2 separate regions of the Danio rerio genome follow, and region 1 is linked to region 2. Evidence: chromatin contacts called from public Hi-C data. All regions are on one chromosome and are shown on one strand. The core of a region is the stretch at or near the end of the contact, and the rest is flanking DNA. Distances in the headings are between cores, read along the strand shown.

Region 1 (6,246 bases), core at 2,368-4,867, 370 kb after region 2:
ATTCCCAGTCATCTTATGTCTTCACATGACATACTTTTTTATGTTTGCCCAAAACATTCAGTTCTGCTGCCAGTGAGTTTGGAGACAATCACTTGTACGACAAAAGTAAACTGATAAATGACTGTAAACTAGAGTCACAGGAAAATGACATGATGCCATGGTAATGTCATGGCACCCCAAGAACACACTTGTGCATTAATAGCAACAGTTTGTTTTTCCAATGACTTTTTTTTCGTGGATTGTACTTTTTTATCTTATTTTCAGAAGAAAGTTATACATTTGGGATTACTAGTGTCCATTGATAGCGGTGGTCAAATACCCCCACCTACTGTTCAACCCATTATTTAATGTCATAGTTTTTGTCTAGTTTTCTTGGGGGTTTTTTTATCTCTTCCTCAAATGCTCCCTTCTCTTTCTTCTGGTTTCTTTTTCAGAATTATGGGTGTGTGTTTGTGCATGAGAGAGAGGTATTCTCTGATTTAAATGGACTGAAATACTAAGGAATTTTTAGGATTTTTATTATTTATTCATTTATATATATATATATATATATATATATATATATATATATATATATATTTTTTTTTTTTTTTGCAATTGTACAATAATTGTATTACACTAAACACATCAAGTCATTCTTAAGAGATTGTCACTTAGCATTTTACAGTGGAAATTGACTCTAAGAAGAACTGCGTCATGCGTCATGCTTATTTTTTCTTCTTTTACTTAATGGTCATTTACAGTATGCTGCCTTAACATATCATTTTATTAGACCGCTCTGGTATTTCTGAATGGCTAGAGACAGAGAAAGATGTTCTTTGCAGCCAGATGGTTTAGTTACGTTATCTACCAAACATGTTACACAGCAACACCTTCAACCCTTGGGCATAACCTAGAGCCGCATTTCTCCACTCTGTATATATGATACGTTTGTTCCAATCCTGTAATTGTTTGATTACTATATATACACACACATTAATCAGGCATGGCAATCATAGGATTGGAAGGAACTAATGTGCATTTGGATGACTCTACTGAAACAGTTGGAGGAATACAGATGATCTAATGTGTTTATACATGCAATAAATGGCCCACACACTTTTTTTAAGAATAAAATGCTGACAACACCAATCAAGGGGTTTGAGGTGGGTTTTAAATTGAATGTAAAACTGCAATGTAATTGCATCAATATGCAATGTTATTGCATCAATATGGTTTGTCCACATTTTAAACATATTTGGATTGGATTAACAACATTTGTATAATCCAGTTTTTAAATAACCCATTTTTAAGTTTATACGCTTGATTTAATGCAATTTCTTATGAATGCTTAAAGAATTGAAAACATTTTTATACATTGTTTGTTAAAATCAAATACAAATACTGTATCTACTTGTTCACGTAAACCTGCTCTACATTTTATTATGCCATAATGCCAACTTTCTTCTTTCACACTATAAAAAAGCTCGTCAGGTTGTTCACAGATGAGAAGCTAAATCTAGATCATCTCACCATCTTTTACAAAGAGCAGAAACACCTAATTGATGAGTCACCAATATGTGGATCTATTAAATGCGTAGATTCATAAAAGAAGAAAAGATTGTCTGAATCGCTGTAGCAGTTTGCTAATCTGAGGTAAGAAACTTGCTAGAGTGTTTCTGCATAAAATGAAATAAAATGGGGTTTATTTATTTCCAACTGAAAGGTTTTATTAGTTCATCAATGTCAAATTGGATTTCTAAAAATTACAAAAATGAACAGATGAAATTTTTGTACCCCAGGTGTCTTTGCAGGCAATTTAATTTTGAGCAAATGGATTTAAGTTTTTCTTTTTGGTTAAGGTTTTGAATATCTATAATGATTAGTGAATGGTAGATATACACTGTATAATAATATTATACGTTACTTCTGACATAGAGTGCACGGCATACAATCTCTTTTAAATGTATATTTTCTATATAGGATGCTCTGCAATAATATAGATACATTAGATTAGTCAATAGCAAAGCTAAATTGATTGATTGCAATACCTCATTGAATTTTAAATTACACACCAAACACTTATGGTAATGAATATAAGTTATAACTGTTTAGGAAAACTAAAGGGTATTGTCCATATTCACTGAGATATAGACAAAAATATAATTTTTAAAGGGGTTGCACTAATTCATGCTATGCACTGTAGTTATTTTTTTTAATGTTGATATTATTGCATAAATATACTATAGTACTATTAAAATAAATTCACCACATATTTAATGACAATTTACTGATCAGAAAAAAATTATTGCACAACACTGCAAAAAAAAAGCAAATTTTTATCTTCTTCTTTTTCTAATTTAATATGTCTATGTGCAATAGTGATTGTTGAGCACAGTGGCTTTGGGGATCTATGGTTTCCTCATTATTATCAGGCTATTTTAGTCGAATCATATAATTATTTCTGGTAAAAGAAACTGGAAGATGAGGTTGTCTCAAATAAACAGTCTGTATGTTCTACAGTGCTCAGCATATACAAGTACACCCCTCACAAATCTTTTGAATTCATATTTTTAATAAGAAGCTATACAATATTTTATTTGTGCATATACATTAGATTACGTGTCAGTGCGTCTCTCCGTGAAGCCAAATATGGAGCTTATCCAACAAAATACTGGTTCAAAAACTAGTACACCCTAATTTATGTTTTAGAAAAATATTAAATAGAAATTTTAAAAATAGAAAAAAATCAAGAGAAGCCAAAAAAAAAAAAAACAAATTTTGTTACATTTTAATTTTAAATTGAAATTTTTAATTTTGTTAAATTTTTAATTTTGTTAAAATTTTGTAGGTTGTAATTTTTATTTTTAGTTGTTTGCAATATTTTGCTTGAATTTAATTGTATTATCTTTCAATTTCTAAATATGTTTGGTGACTAAAATATTATTGTAATAAATAAATCTGTTTAATAAATCTGTTTTGTTTAAATGCACCAAAATACATTGCCTATGTTCACTGAGAACTTAAAAATATTTATTTTCAAATTGTGGTGTACTCAATTATGCTGAGCACTGTATATCAAAATTGTCAGAAGACTCAGAAATGCTGATAATTAATGAAAATAATCATTAAAAAATACGTGCAAGACAAAAAAAATCAAACAACACATCAACGTTGGCATGCACTGGTTAGTACTCACCTTTAGGTCGTGTGGGTTTGAATTTCTGAATTATTGACGCATTGCTACAGGTGGCGTTAACTTCCACGCTTAATGCAGAGATGTTCATGCTGGAATTATCGGGAGTTCTTGAGCATTCCCAACCCGGGATCTGAGTTTCGTTCAGTCTCTGTATATCCATTCCAGAAAACTTGTAAGAGCAGCCTATATTATTTCTAAATGAACATAAAGCTATTTTAATAGAGATATTACATATATGTCCCTAAAAAATAATTATACTTTGCGCCATGAATTATCTAAAACCTTTTTATATGAATAAAATTCTGCGTTTCCATTGCTGCTCTTTCACGCGCGTCTGTGAGAAAAAGCCTTGTGCGCGTGAAACTGTTGTAGCTCTGATGAGCGAGTCGCGTGGGTAGACTGCTTGAAGAGTGTCAGCATAGAGGGAGGGGTGATTATAGAATGGGAGGGGGAATTACAAGAGTAACAGGCTCGCTTAACAGTTAACAGGCTAGCGGCTTTTGGCTGATGGAATGTATAAGTCCTGAGTCGCCCCCCAGCGGGTGCCTTGTGTTACGCCTATCGTTGGTTGATCATTGAAAGGTCGCATGATAAGAAAAAAAAAAAGAAAATGCCAACTGCTTCAGGCTAACCAATAAGGGGTTCAGACGGTTCAGACCTCTAAACTACAGGCCTTTCATGACATGTCGTTTTCATTGTGTGTGTGTGTGTGTGTGTGTGTGTGTGTGTGTGTGTGTGTGTGTGTGTGTGTGTGTGTGTGTGTGTGTGTGTGTGTGTGTGTGTGTGTGTGTGTGTGTGCTTGTGTGCTTGTGTGTGATTGGTAGGCCCATAGCCTATATTCCTCACGTTTTGAAGACAATTTTTAAGGAAAAAAACATTTGCTCCCAATAAGAAAAACGAAGAATTTTGTTTTGAACCTGCAAAATATTTTATGTAAAGGTTGGTTTAAGGGGTAGCGAAACATACGTTCCTGTGCCAAATGCACTCACATACACACATTTTACAGTTAAATACCCTGAGGCTTATACATTTTCTAAATGTTTTTATTGAAATCTAGTCTTTAGTCTTTTTAAAATTAGTTTAGTTAGTTAGTTATTATTATTAGAGTGGGGTTGTACAAAATAGTTAACCTGATTTAAAAGTAACAGATGTCAAAAGTGATACAGTTCTTGAGGGTTTGGTTCGAGTTAGGTTAAAGCTAAGGAATAAATTATTTAATTGGTTCGGAAACAAAAATCATTATGTCTGAGGTAATTACTCTTAAAAAATGAATTGCCGTACCCACTGTAAATCACAAAATACAGAAACTGTTCATGAGCAGATATTTTTTACGGTGTATAAACAAAATCTTAATTGATCATGTTGATAAAATAATATTAATACAGGAGTAAACCAAAAACAAATATATATATATATATATATATATATATATATATATATATATATATATATATATATATATATATATATATATATATATATACCTTCGTAATTTACTTTTTTTTGCTATAGTCATTTCTCTTCCATTTTGCATCTTTGAATAAGAAACAAGTACAGCAGAACCTTTTGCAACAAATTATGTTAATCACTTTAACAAAATAATTTTGAGTAGTATAAGTGTAGTATATAAACTGATGCTGAATGTTTTCTGTCTTTAAAATTAAAAAGGGTTGGGAGATCAAATTATACAGTTCAGAAATCACTGTACATAATAAAAATCTAATATATTATTTTGGCTACATTTAATAGTAAATTAAATGAAAATATATAAAACAGAAAATACATTAATGTAATTGGACTTGTCTCTGGATGCCACTGATGCTTTTGGCTTTCAGATCTGTTGTTGTTTTGATGGTCTTCTTAGAGAGGTTTTGTTACAGTAGATGTTGTCAAACAGTTCCTTGGTTGTATGTAAAAACCCTGCCGGGTTGGATGTTGAACCCCCTGCCATTTCCGGCCACATTCTCTGTCCTTGAAGAAACCAATTTGTCTCGGCTTGATCTGATGCACCGACACAGGAAAGACATTAAAAATACAGTCAATGATGTAGTCATTCAACATCAGCAACAGCAATCATCAACCAAATACTACCCCTGCCCAAATATTTGATTTACCCGCAAGATAGTGATGCAAGTCATTAGCACTCCGTATGTAGCCAGAAGTCCGAAAGCTACCCACAAATTCAGATGATTACTTTGCTGACAAAGATCAGGTCTTTTTTCTGACCTGGCTGTTCACAAACAAATTTCTAGTCATATAATAGTATGCTTAATGTAATGTGTTAATGATGTACAATGCTGCAAATTGTCTGTTTTATGGTAACATCAATTTCAAACGTACCTTCAACAAACACAATAGTTTGTGGTTTGTGGTCCACATACTTAAATGGAGGTGGATAGCTAATGCTGGCCTCACAGGTGTACAGGGCTGTCATATTCACAGTCACAACAGTTAGGATGAAGCTGGAACTGTTATCCAAATCAACACTGAATTCGGCAGGGAACTCCTTGTTTGTGTTTGTTTTGGGGATGGACGTATGATTTATCTTCACATAAATGGAGATGACCTCATCACCGTCTTTAAACAATCTGAAGTCCATTTCTGGTGCACTGAGTTTAGGGCAGGCCACTTTAACGGTACTGTTCAGTGGCACATACTCGATCAGTGGGAGTTCGCCTGCAGTGCAGAGGAGTACAATTATTCAAATATAGCTCCATTATTTAAGCCTGCATCGTACAATTTCTATTGATAATTATCATCATTTACTCAAATTGTTCCAAACCTGTATGAGTTTATTCACACAAAAAAATTAAGTGCAGAAAGTGCTGGTATCAGAACAGTTGATGGTCACCATTGACTTCAATAGTAAAAAAAAAATAATAATAATTGTATGGAATTTAATGGTGGCTTCAACTTGAAATGGAACTCAATGGTGACCAAACACTCTGGAAGTTAATAAGTCTTTTAAAGCATTTGTTTTAAAAAGTCATTGTAAATTCATTGTTCTCTAAAATGTATTCCATTATTTTTATTCTTTTTTTGCCTGTTTTTAAGATCCCCCATAGACT
Region 2 (6,047 bases), core at 2,126-4,625:
GATTTTCCCTCTCCGAAGGACCGCAAGCAATTGCGTCGTTTTCTAGGTATGGTAGGTTACTACCGTTCATTTTGTAAGAACTTTGCTACAGTTGTTTCTCCGCTAACCGATCTGTTGAGTCCAAAGATCCAATTTGAGTGGTCCGATGCATGCCAATGTGCATTTCAGAATGTAAAGTCTTTGTTGATTTCAGCTCCAGTGTTGGCTGCACCAGATTATTTGAAGCCATTCAGTCTTGCGGTGGATGCAAGCGATGTTGGTGCGGGAGCTGTCCTTCAGCAAAGAGGTGCTGAAGTAGAACACCCAGTATGTTACTTTTCAAAGAAGTTTACTTCTACACAACGGAAGTATTCTACCATTGAAAAGGAGGCTTTAGCAATGGTTCTAGCCATCCAGCATTTTGAAGTTTATCTGTCCAATTATCACCCGATTGTTGTATATTGTGACCACAATCCTCTTACTTTCCTAAACACCATGCGTAACTCTAATCAGCGTTTGATGCGCTGGAGTTTATTTTTGCAGCCCTACGACCTTGACATTAAGCATGTCCGAGGTTGTGACAACGTGGTGGCTGATGCACTGTCCCGGGTGGAATAAGGGGGTAAGGTGCATGAAATGGTGTTCGGGAAAAGGTGTTTGAAAATAAAATTTTTACTTTGTGTTTTGGTGATGGAAACACTTTTGGGGGATGAAGGTGTTACATGTCCATGTATTTATTATTTATTTATTTGTTACTTTGTCGCCCTCCTGTGTTGTGTTGCTGCTTGTGTTTTCATTTAGAGTTGATTTTCCTCCGCACCTGCAGGCAATTCATCGTCGGCTATTTAAGAGCTCGTGCTGCAGTGATTCAGAGACGGGGATTTGAGCGGCCGTCCAGACGTGGAGTTGTGCTCCTTTGTTCTCAGCCTGTGTTTATTGTGTTTCCTCCCCACACTTTATTTATATTTGATTGTTTAATTAATAAAACCCCTAGACTGATCCATTTGTGTTTTTCCCTCATTTAATGTTGTGACTGGGGTCGTAACACACTTCATACAGAAAAAACTTTTTAAATACTGACTCATTCTAACATTTTCAAAGCTTTTTATGTGCATAATCTGCCATTTTTCATTTCACTTTTGGTTGAAACTGCATATTACCACTGCTTCTCCCGATTATTTATGTTTTACAACAGCAACTAAACCATATGCTATTCTAATGACATTATAAGTACTGATAGGCCTAAAATTACATGTAGCATTTTTTAAGCTTATGAAAATATTTTTAAGTATACTTTAAATAAATACTTAAATGATAAGTACACTGTATTGTCTTATTACCTGCTTTTTGTTTATACTTGAAACATAGTTCAACAGTAGGCCTCTTACAAATTATGCAGTGTGGAAGAACATGAATGGAATTGCAGAACCCATGAATAGCTGTATAACAAGGAAAGTAGGATGTATTTGAAGTTTTTATTTAAAGGAATTTCTGTAATTTTGGATAAATAAATCTAACGTCATTTTACACCTCAAGTCTTACTAGACCACCGTCTGTAAACATTAAACAGAAAAAAAGACTATATTTTGGGGGGGGAAATGGTATAGTTTAAATTGCATGCATGTTTTTGTTTATTAGAAATTAATTAAAAACTCAAAGTTGCTTATACATGCAGCACTCCACATAATTATCATCAGTGTTTGTTCAAATTGGGAAAGTTTCCACTTTTCAATAAAGAATTGTTAGTAAACCAAACTTTTATCTTTAACATTATGGGATATAATATTTCTGTATTTAATTCAAGTTCAGTCCCCGCCCCCTCAATATTCCACTCTAAAGCTGACTTGTTAATTTTCAAACATGAATATATTCATAACACAGAGTGTAAAACTGTGTGAAAAAAGTATAAAATAGACAACTCAATTAAGAGAATAAACACAACTACAAGCCAAAAATACTAACATGCAATTTTAGATTAAAAGAATAGCTGGTTTAGATAAACCACTGGCCATTAGTGTAACAATGACATCAACATTTACAAATTAAATGCAGGCGAGGCAGTGGCGCAGTAGTGCTATCGCCTCACAGCAAGAGGGTCGCTGGTTCGAACCTCGGCTCAGTTGGCGTTTCTGTGTGGAGTTTGCATGTTCTCCCTGCCTTAGTGTGGGTTTCCTCTGGGTGCTCCGGTTTCCCCCACAGTCCAAAGACATGCGGCACAGGTGAATTGGGTAGGCCAAATTGTCCGTAGTGTATGAGTGTGTGTGTGAATGTGTGTGGATGTTTCCCAGAGATGGGTTGTGGCTGGAAGGGCATCCGCTGCGTAAAAACTTGCTGGATAAGTTGGCGGTTCATTCCGCTGTGGTGACCCTGGATTAATAAAGGGACTAAGCCTACAAGAAAATGAATGAATGAATAAAATCCATATTTATATTTATAAACTTACAATGTTTCTTGTTTAAAATACTCTGGTTCAAATTACCATTGTGAGAGAATCGGTCCTTGTTATCTTTTGTTGTCATTAAAAAAAAAAGAAGAAAAAAAGCACAGGTCTTAACTGATTCAAATTTCATTCAAATACTTTCCTTACCCATTTAGTTGATTTTTACTAAAGTTGTACCTTATAGTAAAAAGTTTGCTTTGTTAAAGGAATGAATGTTTTAAGTAACTCTTGGGTAAAGATTCTTCTGGCACCTCCATCTTGATTTTAGTATCATATTTTAGTCATTTAAAAGTAATTTTGTTTTATACTTTTTGTCTCATTTAATAGTGTGATATTTTTACATTTGTAATGAATATGTTATTTTATGAATAAAAAGTACTTTATCAATCTAGTGTTTTTTTTACATTGAAATAACTTTTCAATTTTTTTTAAAGTCTTGGTGGCTTTATAGGTTATAGTGCTAATTTTACTTACTTATCAATTTGAAAGATGGATTGTATTGATTCCTGAATTGTCATTAAATAATGTATTAATTTAATTATTTGATTACATTGCACATTAAATGTCATAGCATAGGCAATAGCTACTCTATCGCAATGTTGTGGTTTATTATTATTATTATTATTATTATTATTATTATGTTTTTAATAGTCTTAATCTTGTTGAGGTTGTTATAATGTACAGTAGGTGGCAGTAAAGTTCTATCGGCATGAGAAGCCATGAAACCGAGAAGAATTAACTTCCTTGAGTTACATCTAAAAGCACCCTGACTGTTGATGAAAAAGGAATTTGGAAGATTCGTTGCAGTGCATACAGTAACATTGCATGAACGAAGAAGCTATGATAAAGCCATAACAACAAGTCACGTTATTTGTAGAAACTTTTTTTTTTATTAAATAAACGAATGTCTCTGGCGCCGTTTAACTTTCTATTAAATAACACGGAAGTTGATGTCCAGCGACTACAGTTTCTTCCGTGAGTTACAGTCTTCGTATGCATGTTATGTTTTCTGCTTTGTAAATATTACATTTATTTGCCAAAACAATGTTTACATTTACATTATTTACATATGCACATATTACTACTATTGTACGTTGACCATTTATCATTAATCTAAAGAGTGTAAGTAAGTTCTATTCATGTTCTTAGGTTGGAAAGGCGTACCCTCTGTTACAAACTAACCAACTAAACAAACAAATAAATGAACGAATGAATGAATGTGCCTTCAAAAAGTGCCTTAAAATTATCAATTGAATTTAATCTCATTAAAATCAAAACAGTTTGAATCAAAACTCCCTTATATAACCTTTGCTGTTGTGTGATTTGTTTTTCTTTTCCCCTTAAAGGTGTCTTCTGCAATTATGGAAAGTGTCTCAAAAAGTGATGCCAAACCACAGGCATTTGTTGCTGCGCAAGTTCCGTTCATTCACCTCTGCACAGTTTTGGAGAAAATTCAGAAGACTAAACTCCGACCAGACAAAAGCAAAATCCTAAAGGAATTTATAGATTCATGGAGGAATTTCCATGCAGCACTTCACAAGGACAACCCGGACACAGCAGATTCATTTTACGCTGCTATGCGTCTCATTGTGCCTTCATTTGAGAGGGAGCGAATGGCTTATGGTATAAAAGAGAACATGCTTGCCAAACTGTATATTGAGGTTTTAGGTCTACCTAAAAATGGAGATGAGGCAAACAAACTTTTAAATTACAGAGCTCCAACCACTTCTCAAGGAGAAGCAGGTGACTTTGCCCTTATGGCCTACTTTGTCCTGAAAAAAAGGTGCACAAGTCAGGGAAATTTAAGCATTAAAGAAGTCAATGACTTCTTGGATTCTGTAGCTATCAACAATGCCAGCAAACAGAAGGATCAAGTTAAGAAAAGCCTTTTGTATCTGATAACTCAGAGTTCAGCTTTGGAACAGAAGTGGCTCATTAGAATGATCCTCAAGGACATGAAACTTGGCATTAGCAAGGAGACTGTTCTTCAGGTTTTCCATCCAGATGCACCAGAATTCTACAATGTCACCACAGATCTGAATAAAGTATGCAGACAACTTCATGACCCATCTGTGTCTCTCAGTGAAGTCTCCATTGATCTATTCTCTGCTTTTAAACCAATGCTGGCTGCTGTTGCCAATATCAGACAGATAGAGAAGCAAATGGGCAACCGGCCTTTCTACATTGAGACGAAGCTAGATGGTGAACGCATTCAACTGCACAAAGCTGGAGATGTTTACAAATATTACACAAGGAATTCTTATGAGTATACCCAACAGTTTGGGGCCTCTCCACTAGAGGGCTCCCTCACACCATACATTCACAATGTCTTTAGCCCTCATGTGGTGAACTGCATTCTAGATGGAGAGATGATGGCTTATAACCCTAAAACTGAGACCTTCATGCAGAAGGGCAGTAAGTTTGATATTAAAAGGCTGGTGGATGACTCTGATTTGCAAACCTGCTTTTGCGTATTTGATGTCTTGTTGATAAACAATCAGAAGTTTGGAAAGGAACCTCTCAAGAAGCGTTACGAAAGTCTTGAGACTGTCTTCTCCCCCATCAAAGGCCGTATCCACCTGGTCTCTAAATCCGAAGGCAGAACCATGCAAGAAGTGGTGAATTCTCTCAACGAGGCCATTGACAATCGTGAAGAGGGGATTATGGTTAAGGATCCAATGTCCATTTACAAACCAGATAAACGTGGGGAAGGATGGCTAAAGATTAAACCTGAATATGTGGATGGGCTAATGGATGAACTTGATCTGCTGATAGTGGGTGGTTACTGGGGTAAAGGCAGGAGAAGTGGGATGCTTTCTCATTTTCTCTGCGCGGTAGCTGAGGTGCCAAGTCCTGGGGAAAAGCCCACGGTGTTCCACACGCTGTGTCGCATTGGATCTGGCTATACCTTAAAAGAACTATATGATCTTGGTGTGAAGTTGGCCAAACATTGGAAAGTATACAACAAAAATAATCCTCCCGCAGCCATTTTGTGTGGGACAGAAAAGCCAGAGGTTTACATAGAACCACGCAACTCTGTGATCTTACAAGTCAAAGCAGCAGAGATCGTCACAAGCGAAATGTATAAGACCGACTGCACATTGCGTTTCCCTAGAATAGAAAGAATCCGAGAAGACAAAGAGTGGCATCAGTGCATGACCTTGGATGACCTGAACCAGTTTCGGTCTAAAGCTTCCGGAAAGCTGGCATCAAGACATCTAAACATCCATGAAGACCAGCCTGAAAAGAAGAAGCGCAAAATCGTCGCCAAGCCCAAGAAGACCATAGGAGTCATTGACCACTTTAAATCCCAGGATTTGTCAAAGGTTGCCAAAGAGACAGATATGTTTGAAGAGGTTGAGTTTTGTGTGATAAATGGCGATGATGAACATTCCAAAGCAGAGCTTGAAAAAGGCGTGGCGCGCTGTGGAGGCATCGTTGTGCAGAATCCTGGAAAGGACACGTACTGCGCCATTGCAGCTGTGCAGAACATGAGAGTGAAGAACCTCATCTCATCAGATCAGCATGATGTGGTGTGGGCTACTTGGCTTTTAGAGTGTCTGGAAAATAAGCAGGTTATCCCATGGCAACCACGTCACATGATCCACATGTCACCTTCCACAAGGGA

What was found. Hi-C and Micro-C count contacts between places; a contact is called where the count stands out from the background.
Region 1: a Hi-C map of hematopoietic stem cells shows a contact between it and region 2, with 4 times the contacts expected there. The contact joins the promoter of cckbra here to the promoter of lig4 in region 2. A contact is called at or near these places in 3 of 18 Hi-C or Micro-C datasets (caudal fin, hematopoietic stem cells and an unstated tissue) and 1 of 4 datasets of contacts at active chromatin or transcription factors (embryo).

What each region holds. Positions count from the first base shown.
Region 1 is chr1:33,238,008-33,244,253 of GRCz12tu, forward strand. It overlaps cckbra (cholecystokinin B receptor a), which reads right to left and starts at 3,618. Exons shown (of 5, transcript NM_001114714.2): 1 at 3,179-3,618. The coding sequence starts at 3,338. si:dkey-1h24.6 reads right to left here. Exons shown (of 4, transcript XM_001923447.8): 2 at 5,519-5,854; 3 at 5,293-5,408; 4 at 4,661-5,179. The coding sequence ends at 5,039.
Region 2 is chr1:32,863,682-32,869,728 of GRCz12tu, forward strand. lig4 (ligase IV, DNA, ATP-dependent) reads left to right here and starts at 3,376. Exons shown (of 2, transcript NM_001103123.1): 1 at 3,376-3,394; 2 at 3,766-6,047. The coding sequence starts at 3,781.